Linked DNA regions of Mus musculus: all the other regions are linked to region 3. A link is a contact called in public HiChIP or PLAC-seq and promoter capture Hi-C data. All regions are on one chromosome and are shown on one strand. Each heading gives the region's core, a stretch centred on a gene start, on an enhancer-like site or on the middle of the called end of the contact. The rest is flanking DNA. Distances are from core to core; before and after follow the strand shown. Region 1 holds the start of Zfhx2 (zinc finger homeobox 2). Region 2 holds the start of Pck2 (phosphoenolpyruvate carboxykinase 2 (mitochondrial)). Region 3 holds the start of Ajuba (ajuba LIM protein).

What was found. Promoter capture Hi-C pulls out the DNA fragments that hold promoters and counts their contacts. HiChIP or PLAC-seq counts read pairs in DNA pulled down with a chosen protein or histone mark.
Region 1: a contact with region 3 is called in a promoter capture Hi-C map of the HPC-7 cell line. The contact joins the promoter of Zfhx2 here to the promoter of Ajuba in region 3. A contact is called at or near these places in 4 of 39 promoter capture datasets (the HPC-7 cell line, embryonic stem cells, liver and 1 more), 4 of 484 Hi-C or Micro-C datasets (embryonic stem cells and extraembryonic endoderm stem cells), 5 of 115 datasets of contacts at active chromatin or transcription factors (bone marrow-derived macrophages, embryonic stem cells and pancreatic cancer cells) and 1 of 9 other capture datasets (adipose tissue).
Region 2: a contact with region 3 is called in an HNF4G HiChIP or PLAC-seq map of pancreatic cancer cells. The contact joins the promoter of Pck2 here to the promoter of Ajuba in region 3. A contact is called at or near these places in 1 of 39 promoter capture datasets (embryonic stem cells) and 1 of 115 datasets of contacts at active chromatin or transcription factors (pancreatic cancer cells).

Annotation. Positions count from the first base shown.
Region 1 is chr14:55,090,657-55,093,356 of GRCm38.p6, reverse strand. It overlaps Zfhx2 (zinc finger homeobox 2), which reads left to right and starts at 1,309. Exons shown (of 10, transcript NM_001039198.1): 1 at 1,309-1,349.
Region 2 is chr14:55,538,945-55,541,644 of GRCm38.p6, reverse strand. Pck2 (phosphoenolpyruvate carboxykinase 2 (mitochondrial)) reads right to left here and starts at 1,379. Exons shown (of 10, transcript NM_028994.3): 1 at 1,132-1,379. The coding sequence starts at 1,160.
Region 3 is chr14:54,576,223-54,578,922 of GRCm38.p6, reverse strand. Ajuba (ajuba LIM protein) reads left to right here and starts at 1,262. Exons shown (of 8, transcript NM_010590.5): 1 at 1,262-2,691. The coding sequence starts at 1,659.

The DNA of each region.
Region 1 (2,700 bases), core at 60-2,559, 510 kb before region 3:
TTGGGCTCTGGAGACCACTGAGGGTTTACATCATGGGACTATTACTTATCGGCCATGCAATCTTGAGCTGGGAAACCTTATTTTCCTCTAATATAAAATATAAAATAAAGTCCTGTATACTCTGCTTTACAATCTTTTTTTTTTTTCTAAGACAGGGTTTCTCTGTGTAGCTCTGGTTGTCCTAGAACTCATTCTGTAGACCAGGTTGGCCTCAAACTCAGAGACCCACCTGCCTCTGCCTCCCAAGTGCTAGATCAAAGGCGTGTGCCACCACGCGCAGCTTCGCTTCAGAATCTTAAAATTTAGAATATAAAACACTGATGAGCTGTTAAGGAGAAGGAACCAAAGCCTCCCATCTCCCTTCCCAACACTGAGTTAAGAACACAACAACACTGAGAGAAACACTATGAAACTGCTATGAAACAGAATGTTCTAGTAATCAAACGGGGGGGGGGGGGACGATAAGACTAGAAGAAGGGAGTGAAATAGGGATGAACCTCCTGAAGGCTCTGCGAAGCAATAGTGCTTTAAAATAAAACAACACCCAGCACTTGGGAGGTAGAGGCAGAAATCTAGTCTATAAAACGAGTTCTAGACAGCCAAAGCTACCCATAGAAGCCCTGTCTCGAAAAAAAATTTTTTAAATAAAAATAAAACACACTTCTGTAAGCAGGATAAAGAGGAGGGAACAAGAGTTTTAAGGGACCTGCCCTTTTTGCAGGCATAGGGTAGACCTACTGCCTGAGTCAAGGAAGAAGCCTGTGGATATGGACGGTCTGCCCCGCCCTGAGATCTTGGCCCCCACCCAGGTCCCTGCGTCCTGGGACACCGGTTGACTCCGCTAGCTGTCTATAGAGGGCGGACACCTATAGACTACAATTCCCAGTATGCATTGCGGCGGGCGGGTCGCTGCACCTGCTCAGTGGGGCTGCCCCGGGCGCCTGGGTATTGATTATTCCATTGTGTGGGACGCCTTGGCTCCAGCCAGTGAATGAGGCGGAGGAGTGAGGGCTTGAAGGAGGAGGGCGAGGAGGAGGAGGAGGAGACAGGGAGCAAGCCAGTGCCCAGGGTGAATCAATGGAAACCCACTCACGAAGCCGGGAAAACACTTCAGCCGCAGCCAAATAGCATTGATTATTTTCTTTCACTTCCCTCACCGCCGTGAATTTATTTATTTTTCCATCTCCGTCCCTGACGCCCCGGAGCGAGCGCTGAAGGGAGGGAGGAGGAGGGGCAAAAAAGGAATCAACACATCGGAGAAGTCCCTTCCAAGAGCCGCCCCCTCCCCTCCCCGCCTCGCGCTGCTTGGCGGCCGCGGTTCGACTCCCGTCCCTGCTTCCAGCTGAGGTGTAAGTGCATCGATTTCCGATGCTGCTGGGTTGGTGTGTTTTTTTTTTTTCTTTTTTTTTCTTTTTTCTTTTTTCCCCCCTCTTCTCTGCCTCTCACTCTCCTTCCCTTCCATGCTCTTCCGAATCTCGAGATCGAGAAGAGAGGAGGCGCTGGGAGATTGCTACTGGATGGGGACGGAGAGGGACGGGAAGAGGCTGGGGGAGGGGACTCAGACGGACAGACAGCCGGGGAGAAGGGGACAGGAGTACTGGGGAGAAAGGGCGCGCGAGTGGGGATGGGGAAGAGGCAGAGGTGGAAGAAACGGAGAAGGGAAAGATAGGGCCAGCCGGACAGAGGGCAGCGAGAGCCTAGACGTACCGCGCCGAGCTCTACCGGGAGCGGGGTTCCTGGAGGGAAAGGGAGGCCGGGTGAGTGCGAGGGCTCTGAGCTATCAGCCTGGAGGGGCCTGCAGCGCATAGGATCTCAGCTGGCTGAGAGATGGGGGAGAAACCCGGGCGGAAGGGCTGATGGATGGGCTAGCGCGCCGGGGTGCCGTGTGGGAGGGGGAGTGTATATCTTTAATGTTCATTTTTGCCTGAAGTAGGTGAGGGGAGCCCCATTGGCGGCGAAGCATGCCTGCCCTGCTTCTCCTGCCACCCGGACTCTCCATCCGCTCTCATTTTTTGAGCTCTGGACCACGCTTCTCACTGTGCCTGCGCCCCCACTGATCTGTGGTTGTGCCATTTTTCACTTGGCTCCCCACCCCATCTATATCCAGTTCTGTGACAGTGACACCTCTCATCCGAGTGATCCTTTCCGAGTACCCCTGTCCCTGTGTGTCACGCCTAGACTGCCTGACTGGCCATCCACTGCTCTCCCTCAGGGTCTGTCTGTACAACTGTGGCCTTTTCAGCTACTTTGGAGTTTGCTTATCAGCCATGATTGTGGTAGTCTGGGGTCAGGGACCTGAGAAGTGGGGGCATGGAGCCGATGTGCCTCCCCCTGAAGACCCTAGTGCCCTTTCAACGTGGGCACAACAGCCTGCTATTCACCCTGGGCAGGAAAGCCTCGGAACTTCTGACATTGTTGATCCCCTTGTTTGGAGACTTTGGGTCTCCAGTGTGTCCTCTGCTTTTCCAGGGGCTTTCCATCGCCAACCTCATCCATGCTGACTTAATTTTCCTCCCTTCCCCCACTCTGCCATTGTATATACATTTATTATCTCACCAGTTTATTTCACCCTGTTTCCATATCCTTTTATCTGATATGGAATATTCTCCTTGCATATTCTCCATCTTTGTTTCCTTTCCTCCTTAGTCAACCAAAGTTGCTGAGGGTTTTGTTTGCTTGTTTGTTTATCCTTTATCCTGT
Region 2 (2,700 bases), core at 130-2,629, 960 kb before region 3:
CTCTCCTTAGAAGCCTTAGGGGTTGATGGTAGGGTCAGAACCTGAGAACACAGGCTACATTGCCTGGGAAGGGAGAAGAGAAAGCTCTTGGATGTGGGAGTTTGGGCCTGGGTGGGGTGTTTTCCAGAAGACAAAAAAGGCAGCATACTTTGTGTGGCCCCAGGGGGTGGGGGCACAGCAAGGTAGGTCTCTTTGTGTGTTTTTCTGCACATGACAGTTTCCCTGAGAAATTAATTTTAAATGCATGATCCTGAAAGCTTTGATCCCCAGGTATTGGCTCCAGTTGTCTTATGGGAAGCACAGCTTCTCCCAGCCCCACCCCAATTCTCCTGCACGCCCCTGAGAGGGACCTTCTCTCTATCCTTCATAGACCACTCTCACATGGATTAACCAAGTAAACTGCGAAGAAGAGATAAGGAGTCAGTTTAGACTCTTTTACATCCTAGACCATGGAGAGAGGGGTATACGGAGAAGAGGCCCGGTTGTATGGGGGGTGGGGCAGGGGGAGCCAGCCAGGACAAGCCTGGGGTCCAGGACCTACTGGGGGAAGCCGGCCAAGTTAAAAAGGCAGTCTGCCCTCCTCCCATCTTGCTTGCTTCCTTCCTTCTCTCCCTCCCTGTCTCCCTCCCCCCCTAGTCCCCAGAGGCTTCACTGGGCTTCGTGCCAGGTTCCGTTCTGTTCTCAGGGAGGCTGCAAGTGATGTTTACCTTCTACCGTCTTTAGGGAGCTTTGAGCTCGGGTCCCCGGGGCCTCAAACCCTATGGCCTCAAGGCCTTAATGGTTACTCACACACTGAAAGCTGGACTAGGAGCCCTTGGTCTGAAAGAATTACATCTGCTAAGTAGAGCATTTGCAGAGATAGGGCTCAGGAAGGCAAAGGAGAAGGGGGAGGAGGTTGCGAGTGGCAGCTAGAACAGCACACAAGCCGCAGGGAGGGACAGAAGAGCACAGAGGCTGGCTAGGAAACCTGGCATGGCTGGGGATGGGAATGCGGAGGGGGGGGGGGATGCACCACCGTGAGACCCACACTGATTAATAGCCACCCTGCCAGTCTCTTCCTAGGATGGGAAACAAGCGGAGGAAGCCCGGAAGGTGGAGCGCGGAGTGGGCCCCGGGCTATGGGTCACTCACCGCAGGCCGGGGAGGTACATAGCAGCCATGGCACCTGGACTGGCGCTGCGGGATGGCCACAGGAACGAGCGCAGTCGGGGAGACAAGGAAGGCGGGGAAGGAAGGAGCATAGCAAAGCCAGAGGGAGTTGAGGTTGGGCGGGAGGCGCTTAAAAAGGAGGCGGGCAGTCCCCGGGGCGGAACCTAGCTGGTTCTCTCGCCCTTCTGTAGGCCGGCTCACTAGCCCGGGCTCAAGGCCCCGGGCTGGGTGAAGCCTCCGCCCCACAGTCATCACATCCTCAAGCCATTGGAGGCCGGAGTTCAATTTGGGATCCGCCCACTCGGCCAGCCACGCTGTAAGATACTGATGTAACTTTGAAGGCTGTTGCTCCTTAGAGAAAGCAACCAAGAGATGTCGAATGCAAAACAAGTTAAGAGTGAGGGATGAGACCAGGGCTGGGGAGCCCAGGATAACAAGATGCCTAAACCCTCAAGGTCTAGGTTTGCTTTTCCAGAGCACTCCTAGCCTCAGGCTTTTCTTTTCCAGGGTCCCAGATGCTAACTAAGCTCTCCTTAGTCCTCAAATAATAACAAAACCAAACTATTGTCCGTGCCCAGCTTCTTATCAAGGGAGTTTCCTCTAGCACCATGGAATTGGTGGGGTGTTTCAGGCTTACAGACATATCCTTGGTCCTCTAATGCCCTCCCCCACCTAATCCCAAAGAGAGTCCTTGTGTAATTTCTCAACATTTCATTCCAACTTGAGACCATTGGGTATTCAAATGCTGTACCAACCCAAACTCAACGCATCCATGATGCTCAGAATCCTCTTTCTGGTTGCAGCACTGTGACTTTCTTTGGAGAACCATCAGATCATGTGGGTCTGACCTTGCTTCTCTTAGGGCCAGTTTGTGTGGCCCACACCCTGGCCACAGCAATCAGGATGTTCAGAGACGGGGGCATGGGATCCCTGTCTGAGACCTTTTCTAACCTTTGGACATGAGCTCCTTTTTTTGCTGGATTGCTGAGTCTGTAGAGTCTAAGTTGGGTTCTGTTGGGTGTCAGCTTGATAATGCAAAGCACCAACCTGCCTGAGGCAGAGGCAGAGCAGTGAGACAAAGATCAATAGATGTCCCCTAACCACCCCAGTGGTCTTTATTAAGACTGTCTGAGGGCTTCTTTAAAAACCCCTTCTTCTTTTGGGGGTTAGGATGGAAACTGTGAGCAGAGATGCTCAGTGCTGTGGAGCCTGAGTTATGGCAGGGTCTCCCTAAACAGCCAAGGGCTCTCTTCCTCTCCTACTCTTGCTGGGGTAGGTGGTCCAGAGTTTCTTATTCTTTGGAGGCCATGTGGACCTTAGAGGACTGTGTGGACCTAAATGGTCCACTGCTCTGTTGCTGTAGCCAAATTATCTGTCATACCTGGATATGAGCTTGATAAAGTGGTTATTGAGAGCAATGCTAGTACCACTATCAAAGGTAGAATGGATGTTGCTGTTAAAGTCTCAAGAGGCAACTGGTCCCTATATCAGCCCAGGATGCTTCAATGCCTGCCTCATCATCATCTCCTCCTCCTCCTCCTCCTCCTCCTC
Region 3 (2,700 bases), core at 13-2,512:
AATGAAAATAATATGCATGAGTTGTGTGCGTGTCATTTTCATAGACCCTAAATACAAAAAGGAAGCCAGATGTGGTGGCCCAGACCTTTAATTCCAGCACGTGAGAGGCAGAGGCAGGCAGGTCTCTGAGTTATAGGCCAGTCTGGTCTACAGAGTGAGTTCCAGGACAGCCAGGACTACCCAGAGGAACCCCACCCCCACCCCCACCCCCACCCCGTTTGGGGGTGGGTGGAAAGAAAGTAATTTCCCACCATTTCCTATCTCTCACCATCTGAGGTGTTATTTTTGGATAGAAAACAAAAGCTGCCTGGTTCTGGTTTTAGTCAAGCGTGTCTTTCCTTGATCATTGGTCATTATTACGTCTTACCCCTTTCCACCCTCAACATTTATCTAGTCCACTCCCCTTAAGAATGGCTGTCCACTCTGCCATCAGCCTCTTATGAGGAAGCCATGAGAGGGTCGGAGTTGGGAGAGTGTAACCTTGCCTGAAAAAATCACACTTTTTGATCTCTAGCCACCTAAAATGCTCGCTAAAAGTTTCACTTCTCAACACCAGGGGGTGTCTCTTCCCGTGTCTCGCTCTATTGCCCTTAGGGTTGCCTTAGTCCAAAACCTTTCTCCGTGTTTTTATGTACACACTAAATCTTCCTCTTGTCCCTCTAGCGACAGGGATCAGCCTGTTATTTTCCTCGCTTCTTTTCATATAAGCACATAAACCTCGTATCCTCCCACTCCACCATCAGAGAATCATGGGGCTAGAAAGTGCTTTTTTTATTGCAGCTTATCTGTTTGTCTCTCAAGTCTCCGGACCAACTTGTCCTTTCCCTGCTTTATGCATTCGTTGGTCTTGCAGCTCCCACACTTCTTGCCTGCGCCTCCTTGCCTCTCAGAGCTATCTTTACACACGGGTCTCTGGACCTCCTACATATCCACCTTTCATCTTCCTCTTACGGTTGGCCCCCTGTCTTATCACTTCTGTGACATCTCTCACCGTCTCCCCCGCAGTCCTCACTCTAGGAACAGTATCACGATATTTCTGTAGAACAAGCCCTTTTCTTCCCAACGTTGATGGATACATTCCACAGTGCCCCTCCGCGCATTCCAACTGTAAACAAAGAGTTCCTTTTCACTCCCCCTCCCCCAGTCTAAACTCTTGAATTTTGTGGACGCAGCTGCCCAATCTGCCCCTTGACCTTTTACGTCCTGTCTGCAGCTCTCCACCTCGGAGGCAGCTTCCACAGTTCCCTGCTTGTGATGCCCAGGAAATCCTTGCGCGGACACCTCAACCCGGGGTGCACACCGCGCTCCGCCCTTCCCGGAAAGTAGATCCGGCCAGGCAGACAAAAGTTTGGAGAAGTTGGGTCCGTGCAAGTGAGAGCCAGGGGGGCGGGCCGGGCCGGCGGGCGGTGGCGCGAGCGGACGCGTGGACAGACCTGCGGAGGACAGCCGCTACCGTGGGCCCTGCCAGCCGCGCGCGGACCCTCTCGCTGGGGCATGCTTCGGGATCGCGGGCACCCGGCACCTGGGCCGCTCGCTGAGCCCCCGTGAGTGACTTGCATCCCAGGAATCCGAGCCCCGGGGAACTCGAGCCCGGCCTCTGGCCGAAACACTGCAGCGTGCCGGGCGAGGAGGGGGCTGCAGGCCCCAGATCCGTGGGCATGGAACGGTTAGGGGAGAAAGCCAGTCGTCTGCTAGAAAAGTTGAGACTCTCGGACTCCGGCAGCGCCAAGTTCGGCCGCAGAAAGGGCGAAGCGAGCCGGTCTGGGTCTGATGGGACCCCCGGAGCAGGCAAGGGACGCTTAAGCGGGTTGGGGGGACCTAGGAAGTCAGGACACCGTGGAGCGAATGGGGGGCCTGGAGATGAACCTTTGGAACCGGCCAGGGAGCAAGGGCCCCTGGACGCCGAGCGGAACGCACGCGGCTCCTTTGAAGCGCAGCGCTTCGAAGGGTCCTTTCCCGGGGGGCCGCCGCCCACTCGAGCCCTGCCTCTGCCTCTGTCGTCGCCTCCTGATTTTCGGCTGGAGACCACGGCTCCAGCCCTTAGCCCTCGCTCCAGCTTCGCCAGTAGCTCGGCCAGCGATGCGAGCAAGCCATCTAGCCCCCGGGGCAGCCTGCTGCTGGACGGAGCCGGGGCCAGCGGAGCCGGAGGTAGCCGGCCGTGCAGCAATCGGACCAGCGGCATCAGCATGGGCTACGACCAGCGCCACGGGAGCCCGCTGCCCGCGGGGCCGTGCCTATTCGGCCTCCCGCTGACCACTGCTCCTGCGGGCTACCCTGGAGGGGCTCCGTCCGCCTACCCGGAGCTCCACGCTGCCCTGGACCGACTATGTGCCCATCGGTCCGTGGGATTCGGCTGCCAGGAGAGCCGTCACTCGTACCCCCCGGCCCTGGGCAGCCCCGGAGCTCTAACCGGAGCCGTGGTGGGAACAGCGGGTCCTTTGGAGAGACGTGGGGCGCAACCCGGACGACACTCGGTTACAGGCTACGGGGACTGCGCCGCGGGGGCCCGTTACCAGGACGAGCTAACAGCATTGCTGCGTTTGACCGTGGCTACCGGTGGGCGAGAAGCGGGTGCTCGCGGGGAACCCTCGGGGATTGAGCCGTCGGGTCTGGAGGAGTCTCCTGGTCCCTTCGTTCCAGAGGCCTCCCGATCACGGATACGGGAGCCAGAGGCCAGAGAAGATTACTTTGGTAAGTAGG